Linked DNA regions of Zea mays: region 1 is linked to region 2. A link is a contact called in public Hi-C data. All regions are on one chromosome and are shown on one strand. The core of a region is the stretch at or near the end of the contact, and the rest is flanking DNA. Distances in the headings are between cores, read along the strand shown.

Region 1 (6,085 bases), core at 796-3,295, 340 kb before region 2:
TTGAGGATGAGCAGGCCCAGCAAGTTGAACTGCAGGTGGTCGTAGCCGCGGCTCGCCGCCGGCGGTGAGGCTCCGTGCTCGGCGGGAGCACCGGGCAGCTGCGGGTGCGTTCCGGACACGGGTGGACTCGTGGCGGTGTAGAGCAGGGACGTGACGGACTCGATGGCCCCAGGGATGCCGGACACGCGGAGCGCGTTCTGACGCTTGCTGGCGAGCTTGGACACGATCTCGGCGGCGCACAGTCGCACCTCATCCTCTTCGGTACGCTTCCAGTTGAGCATCTCGACGAGCCGGTCGATGGACCTCGGGGTGGTGCCGACCTTGCGCAGCGTGTCGCTCGCGGAGCGCTCGCTGTTGGCGAACTGCTGCAGGATGCGCACGCCGATGATCTGCTCGTCGAGGAAGTCCGAGAGGATGAGGTCCTCGGCGAAGGTGACGAGGTCCATCTTGATGCCGTCGAAGATGCTCCCGGCGATGCACCGCGAGTAGGCGTCGTAGAAGAAGCGCTTGAGGGAGACGAGCCCGTACGGGCCCAGCTCGCACTCGGCGCTCACCTGGTGGAGCAGCTTGCAGACGGAGACCTTCCACGTCCAGTACGCCTTCTCGAACAGGAAGAGCGACGCCTCCACGAGCGCCAGGGTGTAGAAGAGCAGGAGCGCCGGCCTCATGTTGCGGCTGTCGCGGCCGCCGAAGTCCTGCTTCCAGAGACGCATCACCGAGAGCACGACGCAGGCCAGGGCGGAGAGCACCTGCATCCAGTTGAGCAGCCTGCCGATCTTCCTGGAGACGAAGACCCAGCCGGTGTAGGGGAGCAGCGACACGTCCGGCGCGTGCCAGGCGCGGCGCCTCATGAACGCGACGATCTGGCGCTGGAACAGCGCGGCCCTGGCGCGCGCGTCGTCGTCGTCGTTGCGGCGGCCGCCAGCGGCCGCCGCGGCCGGGTCGACGAGGGCGTGCACGATGTGGCGGAAGAAGCGGGAGCTGGAGCGCAGCGCGCCGCCGGCGGTGGAGGTCTGCGTGGCGTGCTGCTGCCACTCCAGCTCGTGGCTGCGGCCGAAGACGCGCGCGCCCTCGCCGACGAGGATGACGGTGACGCACCAGAAGTCGGTGATGCTGAGGGTGCTCGCGAAGCCGCCGAGGAGCACGACGGTGGCCCAGACGAAGTCGAGCTTCCCGAGCCCGCTCGCCGCTTTCTCCAACACGGCCAGCCGGAGGGCGAACAGCGTGAGCCGCTTCTCGGGCGGCTCCCGGCCGTCGCCCCCTCCGCCGGAGCTGCCGCGCCCGCTTCCGCTGCTGCCCGGCGTCCGCTCGCGCCACGGCTCGAAGAAGGACGCCGAGCCGGCGGTGCCTCCGGTCCCGAGCCCGGTTGTGGCGGCGGCGCCACGGTGCTCCATGATGTCCAGCTGGATGCTCGGCGGCACATCGCCACCGCCTTTCTGCCAGCCGCCGTCGCCGTTGGACCCGAGGCCCGTGGCGTCGCGGCTCTTCTTGTACTTCATGCTGGCTGGCGCCAACACCTCAGCTAGGCCTAGGCTCGCTGATCCCGAGAAAGGAGGAGGGGGAAAAGAAGGGGGAATCCCTCGCGCGACTCCGACAACAAGGGGACGAAAAGGGCGACTCAAGAAGTCGAAGAGAAGGGCGACCCAGTTGCGCTGCACTGCACGACGTTTTCTCTCGAGAACTGGAATTGGAAACTTGGGCAAGGAGGAATCGAGAACTGTTGACGCCGACTGGATCAAGGATTCAGCGCCAACAGTCAACTCGCCTATGGGGGAGCAGACAAGAAAAGGCGATCGACTTGGTGTCCTCGCGTGGGGATGATGGCGACGTGATCGGAATCATTCAACTAAGAATAGTAATGCATCTGATGGCGGATGGTGTAGTAGTGCTGATTGTACTCATCGGGCATCGGCGAGAAGAAGCAAATGAGCGACGCCAATCATCTGCATATAATAATGATAAATAATAAAAGGGGGGAATCCAGTTACAAGGTACCGATGGATCCGGCACAGCGAGAAAATGTAGATTTCAGCTTCTCAGTTAGACACAGTCGCTGCCTTCATTGCTCGATATGATCACGAGGAACCCACGTGCTCGACGCTGGAGAAGGTGACGATCGGGCCGGACACACGCGGCCGGCCGTGACTGCGCACGTGAGTGTCGGAGAAGCTTTATTCAAAGTTATGTTTTTTTAAAAAAAAAAATCTTGACAGAAGTTAAAGATTGGAAGAGTGTTTTGAAACTCTCGGAGATGCTCGTATAAACGCAGAAAATCCCTTTTTTTTTGTTCGCTTTGTTTGCAGAGAAGAACACTAGGCGACTACTACTTCCACGCAATAGAGATCGACGGAAACGGATGGCAGAAAAAGCCGTCCATGTCCGCCACCCAGGCATGAGGGTGAGGCATCCACGCCTGCCACGGCCACGGGACGGTGGGTCGACGTCCGCCAGCGCATCGGCGTTGGCGTGCAAGCGATTAAGCGGCATATGCCACGGCCACCACCGGATTGGTCCACTGGAGTCGACGGCGCACACCTGCTGCACGCACGTCTCGGCTCGTTCCGACTTGGGGACACGGACCACGTCCCGACCTCTCGTCCTTCCTTATCCACACGTCCACGGCGGACGCGGAGCCTGATTTCTTGACCGCTGCACCTGCACACAACACAGCACACATCACGGCATCACGCGGCACTGCGGCAGCATCGCACGGAAAGTTCATTGGCGACTCGCAGGAAACGCGACTCCGGGTGGATGAGAACTCCAAGTTCCACCCGTACCAACTGGGCCGGAAGCGCTTTCCGGGCCACAAGAGGGAAACACGAACGGAGCATGCTGGGCCAAAGCACGAACCCGAAGGCGAGGCGCGCGAGACGGAGACGGGAACGAGAGTGGTCGGCACAGCGCAGTAGCGCACGCTGCCGACTTGGCGCGACTTTTCTGAGGCCGGCGACCGAGGGCAGCGAAGGCACTTCGGTTTTCTAGTAGTAGTAGTGGTAGCAGAGCCCAAGTGCCAACCGCGGCCTGGTTCAGTAGGGCCGTCAGACGGTCCACCGTCTCATCACCTGCGGTATGGCCCGGTATGCGCCTCGACTGGCTACCGTGAATGCCATGCGAGATAGTAGCAGCTAGCAAGCAGTTAAAAATATATTTTTTTTATGTTTGGTTCTAATAAAACAGAGCGAAGCGGTTTAATATGAAATGCTTATACTCCACCAAAACAATTAGTGCTCCCTCGAACAGGAAACACGAACGCTCTCCTCTCTTTCCTTCTCTTTAAAAAAACATATAACTCTCCAATCAAACAAAAAATAGAGCAGCTCTTGCCAACACGGCTCGGTTCTCAAAATCTAGAATAGAGCCGCTCCATTATAGTTGACTCTTCAACCAAACACACTCTAAAAAAATCGTTTCCGTCCGTGCAAGGAACACGATAAAAACACAAGGATATTTAAATAAAAAAATATGTTGAGAGTTCATTATTTCACTTCTTGTTATCGTGTTCAAGAAAGTGACCAGCCTCCTGTTTACATGTCTATTTAATCAGTCTTGATAGGTCATCACATGTCCACATGTGTTTGTTCTTTAGTGACGAGGTCACACGATTCAACAATGACCCATACATATCGTTTCACTCTTCCACAACATCATTCCCCCTCACGTGAATCACGTCCATGTACTATATATTGCACGAGCAAGTTATGCTGTATCTGTTGTCTTGTTAAAAACTTTGCGTAAAGAAAAAAATGTCCCCGACAAAAGAAGTACAACGGTTTGGTTCTCGGGATCTGACTTGGTGATCTTTAGGTCTTCGGGGCCTACTTGTCTTCGACACCAGTTTATGGTCTTCCGAAACACAGTTAAGGACTAGTGCTGCAACTTGGGCCGTGCCGTGCCGGCCCGGCACGAGCCCGTCGTGCTTCGGGCCTCAATTAGTCGGGCCTGGCTAGCCCGAAATAGAATCGGGCCATGCCTTACCGGGCCTAGTGAGTAGAAGCAAGGCCCAGCACGGCCCTAAAGCACGACGGGCTTCCATCGGGCCGTGCTGGCCCAGGCACGGCACGCAGTAAGCGAACACAACACAGGGAGACCGTGGTGTTGAACGCAGGGAGACCTTTCTCTGTTGGTCCTTCTTGCAGCTGGCGTGGTGTTGAACGTAGGGAGACCTTTCTCTGTTAATATTTCTGGGAGTTGCTCAAATGACAGGCCACCATTGACTTAGAACATGTGGTTTTCTTCGTCTCGTTCTTGCAGCTCCTATGCAATCGGCATTCGGCAGTAGGCTGTAGGCATATTGACATACATCGCGGCGGAGACGCAGAGGGCAGGAAGGAAGCCAGGCCGGCGGACGCTGCGGCTGCGCTCCAGCTCGTGGACTCTGGACGGTCCACCCGCTGATCTGCAGACCCGCACCGCATGCGCATGCTCTCCTGTCTCCTCGGCTGCGACTCCAGCTCCATCGGTCTCCAGCCTCCAGCACAGCAGTTCAGCAAAGGGAGAAGGTGTCGAGTCGGGAGGAAAAAAGGCCGGGCGCCCGTGCGGCCGTGCTGCCTGCTGGCTGCTGCGCACGACGAGTGAAAGGAAAGGAGCCTACAGCAGGAAGCTGGGCGGCTGGGCGTCCTGGATGAATGGATGGCGGCGGCCAGTGGGAGGAAACCCTAATCGCGTGCGGTAGATGAAAGCCGGTCTGCGCACCGTGCTGTTTCCGTGCCGGGCCGGCACGAACCCGGCCCACAACGACGTGTCGGGCCTTATAGCACGACGGGCTGACATTTAGAGCACGGCCCAGCCCGCGATTCGTGCCGTGCTAGCCCGATTTTAAATCAGCCGTGTCGGGCCGTGCTTTATTTCATTTATTACGGGCCGTGTTCGGGCCGGCCCATTAGGCACGGCCCAGACTTTCAGGACTATTAAGGACTATGGTTTAAGGAGTTTAATTTCTCCTTTCCTGAATCGTGCAGCTCCTTAAGGCATGTACAAAATAGATACTATGTTTTGGTTGTTCAAACGTTAGATACACCTAAGAAAATATTTCATACAGTCCAATGTTTCTAAGTCTTGTATCTTAAGGTATATACAACCTCATTTAATATGAGGTATCTTGAGTGGTCTCTAATGTGCTAAGTGAAAAAAATATAAGAGACAGACTCTTCACGAAGAACCCATCTCTTCACGACTTTTTATACACGTTATCTCTTAGTTGCATTGATGATCTAGGGTCCTAGGGTTGTACCATGCAATCTCTTAGTCGTCTCTTGTATTTGAAAAACCGAACTGATGTCTCAGATTTGTACATGCACTTATTCACTAGAACCTCTCAATATATAACTCATTTATGTGGGTAGATCCGTATTTAGACTTAGAAAACTGTGTTAGAGACGTTCCTTACCAAGATAACGTCTCTTGTGTTTTTTTGCACTTACTCCCTTGATACCTCTTAAGATAGGGATCATTTATGTGGGTTGTAGCCCGCGGCCTCATGACGATTCTGTGAACACACCTTTGTAAGATAACAATTAGTAGATATTTGTAAAAAAAACTTGCTAGATTTTTCAAAAGAAGTTTGTAGGATATTTACTTCCTCTATCCTTTTATGCTCGTTGAGTAAAAAACTTTGGAGCATATATTTTATAAAATTGTTCTTTGCATAAACCTTATACATTTGTGCAACACAAGCAACAATATATTCATAGATAATAGTGAGAAAATTGTTAAAACTGAGGCTACATGACTTTTGGATGTGATCGGTCATCTGTATGAACCAAACTCATTCTTGTGTGGCTTAGTGAAGTACAATTATAGCCGAGTGGTTAGTTGGCGTTGGAAGGAATGATGCCGCCTAAGGGGAAGAGTGAATTAGGTAATTTAATTTCTTTCTAAAATTGTAGCCTCTATTTTTCTTCTAGTCAAAACATATACAATAAATAAACTATCATATGTGCAACTACAATTTTTACTAAGTGTTCCTATCTCTACCACAAAGAGTTACGCAACATAGTTTCTCAAATTAAGAAGTTGTGATTGAGGGGGATTTTAACATATGTGTGAAGCCTAATTTCTTTCTTGTATGATAGGTTTTATAGTA
Region 2 (5,476 bases), core at 1,096-3,595:
CTTAGATTTTATATCTATCATTGGAGAATAAATATGTTATGTTTTATGAAACTTTACAAGCTCAACACTCAAAACAAAAATATAAATTTACATAGCAGATTTTATATCATATTTATTCGCAATCAAAAGAAAAAGACCCAAAAATTGCCTGTTTTCATCCCTAGTTTGGTTTTCTTAAAATCAGTTTTAACCCCTTTAAACTTTTGAAAACCACTAGCGTTTACACTCTAAGGGCCGATTTGGTGATCAGATAAATGGAGGACATCAACGGGAGGAATCCCCATGCTATTCGATCCTCTTAATTTTCTTGGTCACCAAACCAGCCCTAAGGGGTTTTGATAATGAATTTTGCTGATATCACACCATATATTAAGGACCTGTTTGGGAAAGCTTCACTTCAAATTTCTAGGGTTCGTTCTAGCTCCTTTCATCCAAACAGGTCTAGCTCCACGAGTTCTAGCTTTGAAAAAAATATGAAATTAGAGACATTTTTATGAAATTTACGAAGCTCTTTAAACGGGTTTTCAGAAACACTATTTTTCATACCTTCTCATGAAGTTGCATGAAAATTACCCACCATACCACCGGTTACATAACATAGCGCTTCGATTATCTCGTAACAGCCACTAACTATCAAGGATAATTAGAAAACTCACAAAAATCAATTGTATTACAAAAGCTGGAGTTCGTGCACATGTCAAATACTCCTCGAACCCACTTCAACAATATGTTGGCACTGTTTTACGTGAAGCTGAAAACCAAAACGGGAAAATTTGAATTGAAGTCATTCCAAACAAACCCTAAATGAGATAAATCAGTGTTAGTTGGTGGACTGTGGCGTCCCAAGCGATCTAGCGTTAGTCGATGTTTGATCTAATTTGACATCATTAGAAGCTATTTTGTTTAATTTGATCTTAAACTGTCCATAGACTTTTTTCTCCAATGATTTAGCATCATACTTGAGCGTGAGTCCATGTTTACTGGTTTTCGGTTGAAGACCGAGTTTCTTGGGTGCGCGCAAGCACATCTTACTTGACGTGTGTGCGGTTTTAGGGACAGACCCTTCCCGCGGTGTTCGTCATACGTTGAACGTGAGTTCATAGAGTGCCTAAAACAGGCGAGACGTTTGCTCTTTGGTATGCATGCACCCATTCGCCATTCTCCTCGAAAGGCTTTTGGTGATCCTTTTGAGGGAGCGCCGCCCTCCACGGACTTGACTTGCACATACTATCTAAGTTCTCGAATATTTATGGTTCGCTAGATCTTTTTAAACTAAATCGTGATAAATAAAAAAGAACGGAGTGATATCTTATAGTAGTAGTTGTTTTGAACGGAGGGAGGAGACATGTCCTCTTGATTCGTGCAATCGTGTTCGTGGGCGTGAAGGCAGGATGCGACGTCTCCGCCCAATCCACCTCCCCATTCTAACGGTATATCACCGCATTCTGCATCGAAGCACTGAACCTGAATTTCGTTCGTCGGCTAGTTACTGGCGTGAGAGAGTCAGCGACGATTAGTGTCAGCGCCGATCATGCTGTCCAGACCGACAACAGAAGAGGCTTCGACTCCGTTAGCTGGTGGGCTGCAGGAGAAACGGGCGAGTCGGCCCAAGACGGGGTCCTTCGGGCCTGCCTGAATGGAGTAAGAACTATAATGGTGGCGTGAGTCGGCCCAATTAATCTATAGCTGGCGTGAGTAGGGATGACAACGGCTAATTCCTCGCTGGGAATAGCTCTCCAATTCGGTCCCCGCGACGAAAAAAATAAATTCACAACAATGATTCCCATATTGTTTAAATTATAATTAAGACATAAGTTTTTTTGTTATTAATATTAAATATTGTCATTTATACATAATATCATAGGTAAGAAATCATTATGTATACATTAAAATAAACACATTTGTATAATTAGTGGTTTCTTGAAAGATAATTATTTATTTTTGTCGTCATAGTCACGTGCAAGGTTAATGGGTCCCCGCGGCCCGCGGGGAATGAGAATGGTGAATGATTCTCTGTCCCCATCCTGTTTATCCGTTGGGGGATACATTTTCTCTATTTATATCGCCGCGAGGTAAGTTTCCTCCCCATCTTCATCTCTAATGGAGGAATTTCTCGCAGAAAATTGGGGATCGGGTTCTATTGCCATCTCTATGCGTGAGCAAGGGTTCATCAAAGAACTCTGTAACAAATTCCTACGTACCTGAATAGAATCCCAAATTCCGATAAGCACACAAGGCCCTAGTACGTGACATGACAAAAATGACAAGCAATAATACACACGCCGCTCGCCGTAGTGACCTTTTGCTAGCTGGGGAAGTGGGGAGTAGGGAGGCGGGTCGGGACCTGGCAGTCGCGTCGACCTCCCCGCCGCGCCCACGGCACTCGCCACTCCACCCACCAGGCCAAGCACGCGGCGGCGACGCCAAAGCATCAGGGCACCAATGGTTGTGCTCCCCGCGGCCCCGCGGCCCCTACTCCTACAGTCCTAAATAATAGCCTTCCATTCCAATCTGTTCCCACAGTTCAGTCGCACACTCGGGCGGGTCAAATTCGACTCGGGAGGAACCAACCACCCGGAAATTCCCCCCTCCTCCAGTCTCCACTTGATCGGCGAGGCGCTGCGGCCGCGGGCGAATGGCGTCGGAGGCGGAGTCGCCCGTGGTGATCCACGCGTGGTCGGCGCCGCGCTCCCTCAGCACCAGCCTCATGTACTCCTTCGCCCAGGTCTGCTCCTCCTCCTCCTCTCCTCGTCCTCCTCCTCCTCCTCCTCTGCTCTGTTCGCGCCTCAGCTCATCATGCGGCGGGAGAGGGGATATCACAAACGGATGGGGACCCGTTCCAGTGCACGCTCGCTCGCTCAGCTGCAACGCGAGCATTCGCGGCGTTCCGACGAGGGCTGGACGGCTGGTGCTAGGCGGTAGTCGGTACGGTAGGGGGCCTATGCGATGCGCGTGCTCATCACAAGGAAACTGTTGTCGTCCAGTGTCACTCTGAGTGCGCCTTGCGCCCATTTTTTTTTTTCTTCATGTGCGCTAACTTTAACTTGGCAACTGATTTTCGATTTCTGTTTCCTGTATGTATGGCTCCAGAGGGACGACATGGAGGTGCTTGACGAGCCTCTCTACGCAAATTTCCTGCGTGCCACAGGCGTCGACAGGCCCTACCGGCAGGAGCTCCTGTCCAAAATGGTGAGATTCGGCACCATGCTTAACTTGCAGTTCGAATTTCCCGGAACTACGGCTTGTTTCAACTAGTGAGGTGGTTGGCAGACGGGGAACTAATTTTTTGGTGGCCAGTTTCAAGCCTTCAGGCTGCAATGCCGCTTTCATACCCTTTTCTGGCCTCAAACAGATGTCTGCCTCTAGGACCACATTTAGGTGGATATTTCTTGCTGTTTCAGTTAATCCTGACAAATTCTATATAGAAAATACTATCATGTAGTACCATAATCCTGCACGCCTCTTTTTTTTGGCCAGAGCAGAGCATTCGAGAAAATGATGCTTTGCGTTCCTTTTGTATGATTTGAGTCATTTGGGGGATATTTCTGGTGCAGGACCCTGATGGAAATAAGGTTGTCAAGGAGGTGATTTTTGGCCCAGGGGACAAAAAGTATCGTTACTGCAAGGTATTATTTCAGAAACTTATTGCACAGCTTTGTGAAATGATAAGTTTTATTTATATATGATAACCTCCTTTCTTTTCTTTGAATAGCACATCTCAAAGCAACATCTCCCAAATCTGTCAAGCGACCTCATGAAGAAGGGAAAACATTTCATATTGATACGGAACCCTCTAGATATACTGGTATCTGGCACCTTAAGCCTCTCACATGCAGTTTACCTTTTTTTTTCCCTTCCTTTTCACAGGCTTTATCTTAGGGCACGCCACTTTTGTGCTTGCCTTTATTTTTTCAAAAAGAAAATGCCTGTTGATTTGCAAGGTCTTTTTCTTTAGCAGTTTTTGCTACTGTGGTGTACATGTTACCTAATGTGTACCACTGATAATATACAATTCCATTATCCCAGCCATCTTTTGATAAAGTCGTTCCACCATCCTTCATGGAGCTTGGCATAGGCGAACTTGTCTCAATATACAGTGAATTATGTGGACTTGGGAGCCCACCCCCTGTGATAGATGCAGATGATCTGCAACAGGATCCTGAGGTAAATCTATGGCTGGTTAATGCAGTGGTTTTATTAGAGTGATCACTGTCCATCTTATGATTCTAATCTAAAGAGTATTAGATGCCATCTTCCACGATGATATAGTAAGCTCCTTTAAAGGGCATGCCACTTTAGTCCTTAGCTTATTTGCTACACCAAATACTTCCCGCCTTCTTTTTTCATGAGTATCAGTATACCAACTTCTCTAGTGCTACATTAGTTCACATCAGTTTTGATGGTCATAAATCATGAACCCTGCAATAATAGTGGTTTTATAAAATTAAATAATGTGATGCAAATGTTGCTAGTTTTAATCCCTGTATTAGATTTTCCATTAGTTTTGACATTTGCAATCCAGTGTATTTAGTTGGTTTGCACCTCGTGCAGGCCGTCCTAAGTGGTCTCTGTGAGGATCTGGGCATTCCTTTCCAGCCACAAATGTTGAAGTATGTATATTGTAGGAAATACTGACACTAGTATTACATTTTTGTAGTTTTGTTATGTGCTCCAATATGTTCAGTTGGAATTGTTTCCTCTTTTTAGATGGGAAGCTGGCCCCAAGGAATTTGATGGTATATGGGCACCCTGGTGGTATGGGAGTGTGCACAAGTCTTCAGGTTTCTCTAAGCCTCGCCAATATCCTCTGGTAAGCCTACACAAAAAAAACTCTTGATCTCCATTCTCCAGTATTTATGAGTAATTTTATCCAATTATCCTGGACAAAATTCACATAGTGTGATATCCTGACCCCAGCGAATGGTGATATTCTGGCCCAATGCTTAATAGAATTAATAGAGTAGTAGAGTACTCATACCAATAAGGTACATCTTTCTTTTCGGAAGCCTATCTCGAAAGGACCTCCATGTTAAGCGTGTTTGGCTTGAAGCAATTTGGGATGAGTGACCAACCGGGAAGTCTTCTCGAGTGCGCATGAGTAAGGACAAAGTGCGCATAAAAGACTCGTGTTGGTCTGTGGGGATGATCTATGGTCCACTAGGAGTAAGTACCGTCGGTGCGGAAGTGGACGAGGTGTTACAAATGGTATCAGAGTCAACCCTCGCGGTTTCACGGGCGTGTGTGAGCTAGGGGTTCGGGTATATGGCGCATGGCGCATGTGGACCCGGAGTGGTCACATGGCATGGCATATGACAACACTAGACACACATATGTGGCCAAGAGTGGAGATTCCTGTATTGGGGTTGACCGACGAGGACGTTGGTCTTCTAAGGTGGGTGGATTGCGATATCATGACCCCAGTGGATGGTCATTTCCTAGCCCAATGCTTAATGGAATTAATAGAGTACTCATACCA

Evidence for each region. A called contact is a pair of places that touch in the nucleus more often than the background predicts.
Region 1: a contact with region 2 is called in a Hi-C map of ear, with 3 times the contacts expected there. The contact joins the promoter of LOC109943422 here to the promoter of LOC100283847 in region 2. A contact is called at or near these places in 6 of 25 Hi-C or Micro-C datasets (bundle sheath, ear, leaf and 3 more).

The regions. Positions count from the first base shown.
Region 1 is chr1:62,905,179-62,911,263 of Zm-B73-REFERENCE-NAM-5.0, reverse strand. It overlaps LOC109943422, which reads right to left and starts at 2,045. Exons shown (of 1, transcript XM_020546391.2): 1 at 1-2,045. The coding sequence starts at 1,499.
Region 2 is chr1:62,568,650-62,574,125 of Zm-B73-REFERENCE-NAM-5.0, reverse strand. LOC100283847 reads left to right here and starts at 2,345. Exons shown (of 19, transcript NR_182002.1): 1 at 2,345-2,725; 2 at 3,091-3,189; 3 at 3,555-3,626; 4 at 3,713-3,805; 5 at 4,027-4,164; 6 at 4,552-4,610; 7 at 4,708-4,810.